2 separate regions of the Drosophila melanogaster genome follow, and region 2 is linked to region 1. Evidence: chromatin contacts called from public Hi-C data. All regions are on one chromosome and are shown on one strand. The core of a region is the stretch at or near the end of the contact, and the rest is flanking DNA. Distances in the headings are between cores, read along the strand shown. Region 1 holds the start of slam (slow as molasses). Region 2 holds the start of DIP-epsilon (Dpr-interacting protein epsilon).

Region 1 (5,843 bases), core at 1,317-3,816:
GCAGCGCTGTTATGCTAAACGAGCGCACCTCCGACGTCAGCGGATCCCGGCTGGCCATGCAAACCTACGGTGGCGACTGGCTCACTCGGTCGGGCAACGGGCGTCTGTACTTCCTCCAGTTCGCCCACTTCTTCTGCGGCGACGAGGGCGACCAGTACCATGACTCCGGCAGCCAGCGGCTGAACTACGCCCTCGGCCAGGTGCCGCAGTTCGCAGAGGTGTTCCGGTGCCATGTTGGCTCCGGAATGACCAGCGCGGACCAGTGTCCCTTCTGGTGAGGGATGCCCAGAGACGGTCGGTGACTCCCACTGCTAGTCGGTGTATAGCTTTAATTAGGAACCCAAGTATTGTGAATAAACTTCTATGCTTAGCAATTGCGTATGCGGTTCGCATCTGTCGGGCGGATTTTCCGACACGGACTGAGTTAATTTTCAATTACGTGTGCAACGTGATAGACAAGACATCGGTGAGCAGTAGATGCCCTTCCAGGATGTTCGCTGTCAGGCACTGAAAAAATAGGGGGGTAGGTACTCACACCTACGCAGAGGAAATAAAGAAAATGGGATGCTTCCTTCAGTCGAAATATTTAACAGTGTGAGCGAGAACCTTTTTAAAAGTACAAAATGTTTCGACTCTGTTTGTGCACCTTGAACTTTTGCCGATTTCCTCTGCCGAAGAGCTCACGTGTGCTTTTCCTTGCTTGCCCACGGTGCGTATGTGTTACCCGGCGTGCTTTTATTTATTTGCTAATTAACACCCATCCTGCGCGGAGCAGACGGCAGCCCAGAGGGCGACGACCATCCAGAATCCGACTTAGATTCCAAATCCCGGCCCCAAGTCGGTGGTTGCACTGTGCAACTTGTTGAAGGTCGTCGCGCAAATCGCTCATACGCCGCGTGGGTCTTGAAGGCGCGTGGCAAGCGGTCGGTTTCGCCTGGCAACCGCATTAATGGGCCATTAACAACCTGCCGGGATGATAGCGCGTGAGCCGCGTGTCAAACAGCGGTCAGCCCCAAATCGTGGTTGTTTCCGATGAATGGGCGACCGTACGTTTGTCTTTGCCCCACAAATGGACTAGAAACGGGAAACTTGAATTGATTCTGCGATAAAGAACGTATGCCTCGAGACACTCGAGCTACTCATGTGAAATGGGGTGTGGGGCTCAGTCATCTAAATCAATATTCTGCGGTTCCAATTTGGTATGTTTCAGATTATTTTCTAGTTTCTTGTGAGTCAGCAAAATGTAAAGGATAAACACATCTTTAGCAGTCTGAATTCCAGAGCTCATCCAACGCGGCTACATTATGCTGAGTGTGGGCTATTGCGATATGGCCAGCAGTTCCTCTTTCCGTCGAACGGCTTATCAGTGCTGAATTTCATTCATTCATGTAATTCAAAGCGGCTGTGCATTATATTTGGGCTGGCTTATAATTAGTTTTAAAATAAACCGCTTGGCCAGCGGAACGCGGAAAGCCGAGTGACGCAATCGGAGCAGCGAATTGCGAATGGTGTGGTGTTAGTCGGAAGCCAGCAACAAACTCGCTGCTTCTGATCGCCACGGCGGTGCTCCACTCGGCTCGGCTGAGGTTCGTTCCTTGACCCCCGGATTCCGGCGGTCTTGCCCGCCACTCGGGGTTCCATGTCACGTGCGCTCGCTCGGCGGAGTAAGTATGTATGTATGTATGTGGGTCTGTGCGGAATTGATTGATTTGCCAGCGAAGGTGGCGCACTGGAAGACAGACAGACAGACAGACTGACAGACGGACGGACGGACTGATAGGGCTGATGAAATTACAAGTCGCGCATCGTCATTCAGACCGATTGTGGGCATGTTATGCGAGTAAACGGATTTTGCGGCAATGAAATAATTGCCAACATTACAGAACTGGTAGTGTCTAATTAACCCGCACTGATAAAGCGGGGTACATGCCGCCGCTCAGATTTTCAAAATTGCATGGCCCTGCATTGAGTGCCCAAAATCTGAAACCAAATATTCGCGTTCCGGTGTCGCCGACAGAAGCGGTGGCTACTTAGCAAGTGGAACCACTGCGTCCCCGTCCATTCCAGTTGGATATGGAACGCCAGCCACATGAGTTTATCATAAAGCACCCACTAAATTTTTGCCGCTGCTGTTGGCGACCACAATGTTTGTAAATGTTTTTCACCGTCGAATGGTATTTCGGGGATTGCTTTGTTTGTCATTTGGGGTATTTGCCAACTGACCAACTACTGTCCATCTGAATGATTTTGGTGTGCCTCTTTTGGCTTAAATAGCAATATATTCAGATACCAATAAAGGCACGTCTGATAGAATTCAGGCCACGGGAGCAATCCGTTTGAATTTATCGTATCATTGAGTTGTAAGCCGTTTTGGCCGTTAATAGCCATCGAATTCTCATATCTTCACTGGTCTGCCTAGAATATAAGTTATTGACATTCTAATCATTTTCTTGAGCCCATGATGATATTTAAAGTCTAGATTAGTTTACGGTTTAAAAAGCACTGAGCTTTGATGCTGATTCAATCAGCTGATTCTTAATTCGTGGTGATTGGCTTTATTATCAGCTGTGATATTCCGTAAAGCCGGCAAATGAGCCCTTAGATCGATGTAAATGTACTATGTTATTTGGCGCAAATAACCACGCTTTTTCGCGGTCTTTTGTTTACAAAATTAATTTGTAATTTGTTTATGAAGTTGTGCGTGTTAAATACTGTGTTGCCTAAAGTAGATCATAGTTCAACAAGGAAATCCTTAACAAAGTAAGTTAACTAATTTATATAAATAGCCGGCCTGTTTTAGAAAGCCCAAAAAAGGGTTAGAGAACGCTTTTGTCTTGAAAATTTGGAATATTTGGAAAGTATACCCTTCCCATGTAAACAACTTCAGCTTTGTGATAAAAAAATAGGCACTCCGTTTTGCTAAAAGTAAAAAAGCGCATTAAAACCAAAAATTAAAGATAAAATCGTTAAATATCAGGCAGTTAAAAGATGTATCCCATTATGGAACTTATCATTGTAGCTCTGTAACTCATCAGCTCCAGCTCTGCCACCTGAGCATCCGCAAATCTCAGCCCCTGATTTCATTTTATGGCTCTGTCGGTGTGAAAGTCACTTTGTGGCAAACTGCAAGCAAAGTTCTGCTTATCCCTGGGGTCCTGAATTCGGTTCGTTTTCGCTCCAAATTTCAGCAATAGTCAGATGAAGAATTTTCAGTGTGTGATTTTTATTGTGGCTGCAATTCGCCTGGGTCTTGTTAACATTCGCATTTTTCTCGGAAAATTCGTTCGGTTGCAGTATAATGATGATGCTGGGAGTTGATTTCGCTGAGTTACTGCAATAATTGGAATTTAAATTTTAAGGACTTTCCGTCAGCTGTCTTTCGAGTGAATCCTCGGTTATCCCTTCTTTCCAGAACCTTACATTTTACATCTATTGCACAGCCCTAATATTACCTACCTGTTTTCTTTGTTTCAGGTCACCTGGATATATATTTATAGCGGAAAGGTTCGCGAAAATAATTAAATATCGGTTAGCGCGAGGAAAATCCATCGATCCGACAGCTGCGGCTGTTAATCTTACCTGATCGCTGCTAGTTGGATTAAGGAAAATCTGAGGCAGTGGGTGGGCAATAAAATCTGCACCCAATCCATATTTTACCTGATCATTGTATATAAGCTATTAGCAAAATGCCAGAAAGCCACAGTTACAAACTGAAACGTCTAACGTCAACAACAAGACAGCAAACTAATACCAAAATGGTCCTAAGCAATTCCACGCCGAACAACCAGTCCAAGCACAACCAGATGGTAGTGGACACGGCAGCCATGAACAGTGATGATCTCAGCGAGCTACTGCAGCTGAACGCGGAGATCGAGGAACGTCGTCGCTCCAGCCGCCACGGAGATGCCAGCACCGCCTGTGGCCTGCTCCGAGCTACGATGACCAGGGAGGAACTCTTCGAGATTTCCTCGCTGGATGATGATCGCTTCCTGACCGCCCTGGAGTACCAAAACTCGTTTGCATCACCGCGCCGAGTGCAGGTTACCGACCTGGACTTGTCCAGCATCGAGAATCTGATGAAGTACTTCGACGAAGAGGTACCTGTGACGCCAACAAAGACACTGGGTACCACCAAGGCAGCGGGTAACACGGGTAAAGTGGCCAGCACAATTGCCAAGTTGGCCCTCCAGTCGGATCCGGTCACGCCGCCCAAGCCAAAAGTGGGTAGTGGCCACCTAAAGATCAGCGAGCTCAAGCAGAAATACGAACAGCTGCCGGAGATGGAGACGCCACGCTCTGCATATCAGGCTTCCAGAAAGGTATCCGCGTCGCTGCCCATGAAGGTCAAGGAGATGGCCCAGCTGTTTAACTCCAAGATCAGCCAGGTGATGCGACGTACAGAGGAACCACAGTATGTTCAGCTGCAAAATGAGATGTCGCCGGAGGTTAAGGCACAGAACCGCCTGGTGTCGCCATTAGAGTCCCCAGTTCAAGGACCCTGCCTGGTGGCCGAGGAAGTTTTCCGCGAGTTGAGCGTGAAGGACAAAGCCCTGCTGTTCAACAAGTTCATCGGTGACATGGCAGCCAAGCACCCCAAGTTCACTGCACATGCCGCAGATCTCAAGGAGAAGGTAAACAAACAGGTGGCACGAGGGGAGGTGGTGGCTGAACGACAAGCCAGTGTTAAGCATCTCGCCCAGGAGTTGGAAGCGAAATGTATCCTGGAGCCGGGATCGCCACCGCGACCAGGTGGTGTCTCTCCCCCCAAGACGACTGAGAGCAAAACGGAGACATGCACCTCCCAGCTGCATGTGAGCACCCTGACTGTGATCCTCAAGCCAAGTCCAGAGCGCAGAGCTCCACAGCCACGACCCCGCCGATGCCTGGATCGTCAGAGCGATGAACATGCCCGAGAGCCATCCCAGAAGCGAAACCTCGCCGCGATTCGCACCATGATGCCAACGGAGGCCTATGCGCCACCAAAGAAAATCCGACGCACTCGACAGGAGCGCACCGGTGCGGATAGCCAAATGTTTTTTCAGAACGAACACCTCGAAACCCTGTTCTACAGCTGGCTCAGCTCGGAGAACGGTGTCCAGTTCGACATTACGAGTGTGTCTGACGGTCAGCAGACCATTGAGATAGCCACCGAGGAGGGTAATCTTCTGGAGCAACCGCTACTTGAGCCGAGCACCGCTACTCTGGAGGATGTGAGCCAAAAGTCCGCCGTCGAGCGGCTTCTGGAGGAGGCCATCGCAAAATTAGAGCTAGATAACGAGTCCAAGAAGGAGACACAAGTCGAGGAAAAGAAGGAGATGGATACAGCTCAGGATCCCATCGTTCAAGTCACTCCGCGACGCATTAAGCGCCAGGCGCCGCCAGTGCCAGCCCCACGACCCAGTCTAAGTCAAGTTACCTCCAGTGCATCCAGCTGCAAGCAATCCGAGGCTGAGGAAAGTGAATCCGGGTTGTCTACACTCCCCAAGGTAAGTGATATCTTTAATAAGTGGATTCATGAATGTTGACTCATTGTTCTTAATTTTCTATCACAGATAACCAGCGACGAATCCCAGCCAGAGACGCCCAAGGATGACTTGCAGACAGGTGAATTTGATTTTGCCAAGCCCCAGCGTCCGCCACGCAAGAAGAAAATGCGCCGAACTCTTACATGGAAAAAGGAGAACTCCATTGTCGAGGCCACTGCAATAACCTCAACGGACTCCGATTCAGATTACAAGCCTCCGCTATCAGGAGCGGCCAAGAAGAAGTCCGGTGCTATCTGTAACCCACTTCCAATGCCCGAGCCAAGTTTCATTGAGTTGGATAAGTCACTGATGCGCCAC
Region 2 (5,843 bases), core at 1,584-4,083, 39 kb after region 1:
GCTCATGTTGTGTTTGCTTTTGGAATCGATCAACGTTTAATTGCGATTGGCTTTTATGCACGCTACCCCTGAAATATGAGGAGAAATTATAGGTTGCCATTATTGATGAAAATATTAATAAAAAAAAGAAATTATACATGGCTTCATGCTTTTAGGCTTAAGTGTACATTTAATTTGTCATTGCTCAATTTTCCATTTACCGCAAGGAATGAGACCTGTTTTCGTGTTACACGGCTATCCCATACCCTTTACACGGCTTATTGATTACAACCGTACTTAATCATATCTTATAAACTTTAATCTAAGCTTTCAAATTTATAATAGTTGAAGAGATTTTGTATATCATACATACGGACAGACGAGCGGACACACCATTTTTTATGCTTAAGATTTTTATGAGCCATTTTAACCAGACCCACACCTGGCTTGCATCTTTTTCACGGATTAAGGAGTTTTCAATAAAGAGGATCAGCATTAGGAAGATATCAGAGCAGTGACGAACCCTAAGTCTCCGAACGACCTCAAATCCGTTCAAATGCCAGGGACAACGTTATCGTCACCATCAGAATTATCAGCTTCCTTTTCGTGGTTGTTTTGCTGCATGCATGCATAGAAGAATTTTTTCCTTGTTTTTAATTCCTGCTCGTGTCATAAGCGAAAAGCAATTTGCTCTGTCAGCTGTTGTTTTACACTCCGGCTACGGCAGTCAAGTAAACCCATGGAGGTCCTTCCAGTCTCGTCAATTTCTTCATTCTATTGCAATATGAATGCATTTCAATTAGAATGCCTCCTTGGGGACAGCTGTTGTGGATTTTCCATTAAGTAAGGGTTATTGAAACCGAATTGCAAACTTAATTGATTTCTAAGCCGGCCGACTTAACATTCATTTTGGTTGTGATATCTAAACAAAGATTTTGAACGTTATGCTGAGGAAGATTTTAGTGAACCATTGACATCTTATAAGATTCAATTTTGTTTCTTATAAAATGTGTTTTTTAGATTTAAGCGTTAATGACCCAAAGTTCACCTGATTGATAAGCAACCAACTGATGGTCAAAAATATATGTATTATTGTATGAATGACATAAATACGTGATAGTTTGGTACACCAAAATGTATTGTCTGGTGTATTTTCACGCGACGACGATTGTTGCATCCATAGAACTAACCGCGAAATGTAAATGGACCGTGAATTCGTAATGCATTTAAATCATTGTAAACAGCAATGTTTGTGCCCCGCAGACAGAAAGGATATTTCCCACATCTTCGAAGTGATGTAGCCGCATGATGAAAAGGAGCCAGCGGTGAATGCTCCGCCGGTCTGACTTCTGCTCTGTCTTTCCGTCTCCTAGGGAGCATTTACTCGCTTTTGCATAATAAATCAATTTACATTTCCTTTCACACGCAAAAATGAATAACGAATAATAGCAACAAGCCCGTGGCGCAGAAATCTTCTATCGTATTCTTCGGGTAAAAGTACGTATAGCATGAGAAAGGAGTGCTTCCTTTCTGCACTATAATCACACCGAACCGAATCAATCAATCAAAATGAAATTAATTATTTAATTATAATTATTATTTCTTTTCTTTTCCACAGCACAGGGAATTCAACCAAGTGCTTGTGTCACCCAAAGGATTCGATCTTTAGAGCTAACTTTTTAATGACGATTGTGTTTATTTATTACTGAAGTGAACATAAAACTTCAATTTCACACTAACCGCAAACAGCGCATCGTAAATTCGTATTACCTCTTAAAACGATTTCATTCCACGGTATATTAATCTTTTCGATCGGACAATCATTGCAGATTTCTGCACGTTTGTTTACATATATAGTAGCCGGCTTTTGCACTTCGGTGCACATTGCCACCACGTAGACGGCCGTCAGGAAGATATATAAATATCTGAGTCAGACTGTGCCGCGGGAACTGGAAACGCACAATTTAAGTTGGAAATAAAGACAGAGGATGGTTTAATTTAAACAAGTAGATATTGGTCTTTACGAGGATGCCATTGGCCATGTAAATAATAATAATAATTTGCTACGCATTTAGTACTTAGTTTCATAAATGAAACAAAAAGAAAATTAAATTTGAAGTTAGATTTGCATACAATTCGCATTATTTTGAAAGCCGGCTAATGAAACATTCAAAGTGCAATCAATTGCCTGCACAGCTTCTCCCAGCAGATGTAAACCAATTCGGAAGGATCCTTTGTAAAAGATGCAGCTCCCTAAACAGGCCATCCTGCGAACTCACTATTCAATGATGCCCCATCTGCAACTTCGTTCTCCTCCATCCGATGTCGCCCTGCTTCCAGAAACTAATAACTCACCGTGGCAATGTCTGGCTGCTGGATGGGGCGTCAGATGTCGGCAGGAATCAGCAAATCAATTTATAAATAGAGCAGCGAGACAACATAACAACGGATTTTCATGTTTCCCTCTGCCGTTCTCCGTTTTTGCAACATAACTAAATTAGGGGACCACGCGGCAGACACACAGACGCCGTCACAAAGCCAGCAGCTCCTCCGGTGGGCAGCGGAGGTGCATAAATGGCATGGGATATCGAATAAAAGCACTCACAGCAGTTGATTTACAACAACCATTCGCCGCCACTAATGCCAATCGAAAATACTATTTTAAACTATTTGGCCAGTGCAAATAAGAAAGACCACGTCCACGCACGTCTAACGAAACCGATTCTGGTTCTGATACCGTTACCGATTCGGGTTCGGGATTCAAAAGCGATTGCGACTGCGACTGCGAATACTGATGCGGATGCGGTACCGCAGACTAACGACAACCGAACGAAACGACAGCCGATTTCACACTGGCAGCAGCATCCCGTCGTGCGATTCACTTCGGCTGCGGCATGTTAAAAAGATAAACAAATGTTGCGGTTGGCCGTGATTTATGTTAGCTTACATATGTTTATAGCCCTGGCTGCAGAGCCAAACAGCACTTTCTGCTACTAACAGCCCCGAAAACAGCGAACAATCAATCCAACGATCCGCCGAGTGTTTTAATGCACCACTCCACTATCCGTTCCGTCAGCTAATGCGGCGGGTTAAATTTTATGTTCATCATGTGAGAGAAAAAATGTGAGAAAAGCCAAAGGTCGCAGAATTTCCAGTATTAGTATGTGCATATGTGAGCTAAATAAAGAAACGTATTATTTCTTTCTGAACATAATAGAGCAGGGCGTATCACTTGTGTAAGCATTTTTGAGTTATCCCTCAAAACTCCCTCATCTGTCTTACAGTGAAAACATGTTTTTCATCTTCGCTAATCATTGAACATTTGTTACTTGGTCTTTGAGCGGGCATAATGGAATAATAGCTTAGCACTTTAACACATTTACAGCTAGGGACTGCAAACGCATTTCCAAGTTCTGTGACCATAAATGTCAGAGTTCAAAAGGCAAGACTTCTTTAGCTTGCTGTTAACATCGCTATCTTAAGAAGAGGATGCTGCAATACAAACTTCATTAAAGAGAAATTTATAAAAGAACTTGGTTTCTTTGCTCTACATTTCCCTTTATAACCCCTAACAAAGCTCACACAATTTGGTCCTACAAGCCTTAACATTTCCCATTTTACACCCCAAGCAAAGCTTCATCATGTCGGTCCTGCAATACCCTAACATTTCCCGTTATTACCCCTGATAAAGCTACTGCTAGTCGAAAGCGCTCCGTGCCGTGAATTTATTAACTTTGAGCGTCCGTCTAAGCTTTAAGTAGTGACGAAAGCTCCTGTCACAAGACGCTTTGCTCTCCTGTTGACTTTAGCCACTTGACAGCGCAAAACGCGAAAGCCACAACACTCAGTCGAAACAGCTGACTCTCAAAAGGTGGCCACCACCCACCACCCAACTGCTGCAGGGCCAAACAGAAACTCCGTCACTAGGCTTACGGAGCATTTAGCCAAGAAAGCGTGGGGGCGTCACCGTCACTCACTGACGTCGACGCACTCGGCGCATGAAAAACAGTTACGCTCTGTGCCGCGGAGTGTGTGGAGTTGCGTTGAAAGGGGCTCCGGAGTCCAAAAGGGTAATCGGAAAGCCCACGGGAAGGGGCCATCACCGCGGAGCCTTGACCCGAGCGTAATGAAATGTGGCGCCTGGCTGGCGAAAAAGTGACGTGAAATGCCAAGTGCAGCCGCATCGAAGCCAGCAAGGATCTTGTAGCAGCGACAGGAGCAGCCCCTTCTCCATGGGTTCATGCCTTGGCAGCTGTGCCACAGCTGCCGCCGCACCAGCCCACTCCGCCTGCACCTCAACGTCCGACTCCACCACCCACTCGACTTCCTCGACGTCGTCTTCACTGACAACTCCCCCCACGTCCTGGGTGGCCAACAGCTGGCTCTGGTGAGTGGGGCCAATTAGTTGAAGCTCAACTCCGCTGACTTTCGTTCGCGCGCAAATCCGCTGACCAATCAATAGTGGCTAAGCACGGGGTGGAATTGGCTAGTTGGGGGTCAACAGCCTAAAACTATGCAACGGCCGCTGGTTGCCACAAAACAATGTGCCACAGGCGGGCTTCCCGCCCAAGTGGGTGCTTACTGCAACCAAATACGTAAACAGTAAATACTAGTTATATGTGATATTCTTTAAGAGTTAACAAAAGCTTTTACTTTATAATAATTATTAAAAACATCTTTAATAAAAAGTGGTATCTTTCATCTTCTAGGCGAAAGAACAGATCTGCAGGAAGACAAGATCCAGAGGCAGATCTCTTATCGAGGACCACCAGGCAGCGCTGCCAACGGAACGGATTCATCTACCGCATCCTGCGGCTCAAGAAAAGGCAGCAGTGTCCCAGCTTCCTGGACAAGTACTGGGAGCAGCAGCCCAGCTACGCCAAGCTGCCGACCACGTATGTTAAGTCTCCTAAGGTGCCTCCTAGAAATAAAACCAACTTAATCCTTGCAGCGCCATGGCGGACATTCAAATGCAGAACCTGGACGCCGGCAAGTTGCTCAACGCCCAGACCACGCCCAGTCGGGAGACGGAGATGGGACTTGGAGCCTACCAGCGCATGGCCAACTCGCGGGCCAGCTCCTCCTTGGATCTCGAGTGGGAACACGAGTACTCACAGCTGCGGCAGTATCAGTACCAGTGCCAGCAGGTGCCCAAGGAGCTGCCACCAACGCCACCAAAGCCGCGCTACGCATCCTTAGACCAGCTGGCGGCAGCCAATGCGATGGCCACCAGCCAAGGACGACACATGGCGCGCCAAGCCAGACTGAGTTGCCAGCGCCACGGAGGTTCGCTCACGCGGAACTCGTGCTGTTCGTCTACGCAAAACTCCTGGTCGCACATATCCACGCCAGAGTCGCTGGAATGGGACGTGGACGAGGAGCGAGAGCAGCAGCGTCAGCTTCGTCTGGAGGATGACAATCTGGATGATAGAACGCTCAAGTTGCTGCATCAGATCGAGCAATTGAAGCACCATGTACTGCAGGAGACTGGCGATGGACTCAGCATGGAATCAGCTGCGGTCGAGGAGCTCACCGAGGGCCTTCAGTTCCGGGCAACGCACTTCGCTGGCGACTCCCAGCTGGAGGCCCATGTAAGTTGATTGGAATCACTTTAAGACGACCTATCATGCACATAGTATTAGGTTAAGAGGTGTACATAGCAGACTTAATGAGCAGTTGTAGTTTCCTGTAAAGAGCACGTCTTTGAAAGACACATTGAAATCCGTTTCCGTTTTAATTGGCCAGGAATACTGGCCATCTGAGTCTTATTAATTTTGGCTGACCAGTTTTCCTATCTTAAAGACTTTATCTGTAAACTAATGTTCCAGTCTATTCTATGCACTTATGCTTATTAATCAAGGGAT

The links. A called contact is a pair of places that touch in the nucleus more often than the background predicts.
Region 2: a Hi-C map of the Kc167 cell line shows a contact between it and region 1, with 2.7 times the contacts expected there. A contact is called at or near these places in 69 of 107 Hi-C or Micro-C datasets (the Clone 8 cell line, the D17-c3 cell line, the Kc167 cell line and 21 more) and 4 of 7 datasets of targeted methods (the Kc167 cell line and the S2 cell line).

The regions. Positions count from the first base shown.
Region 1 is chr2L:6,369,822-6,375,664 of dm6, forward strand. It overlaps slam (slow as molasses), which reads left to right and starts at 2,567. Exons shown (of 3, transcript NM_135176.3): 1 at 2,567-2,760; 2 at 3,475-5,486; 3 at 5,553-5,843. The coding sequence starts at 3,756. Nepl4 (Neprilysin-like 4) reads left to right here. Exons shown (of 1, transcript NM_135175.3): 1 at 1-369. The coding sequence ends at 278.
Region 2 is chr2L:6,408,493-6,414,335 of dm6, forward strand. It overlaps DIP-epsilon (Dpr-interacting protein epsilon), which reads right to left and starts at 2,834. Exons shown (of 10, transcript NM_001144327.2): 1 at 2,335-2,834; 2 at 1-68. It overlaps CG13982, which reads left to right and starts at 3,823. Exons shown (of 3, transcript NM_135181.3): 1 at 3,823-4,366; 2 at 4,689-4,874; 3 at 4,931-5,843. The coding sequence starts at 4,212. The coding sequence ends at 5,579.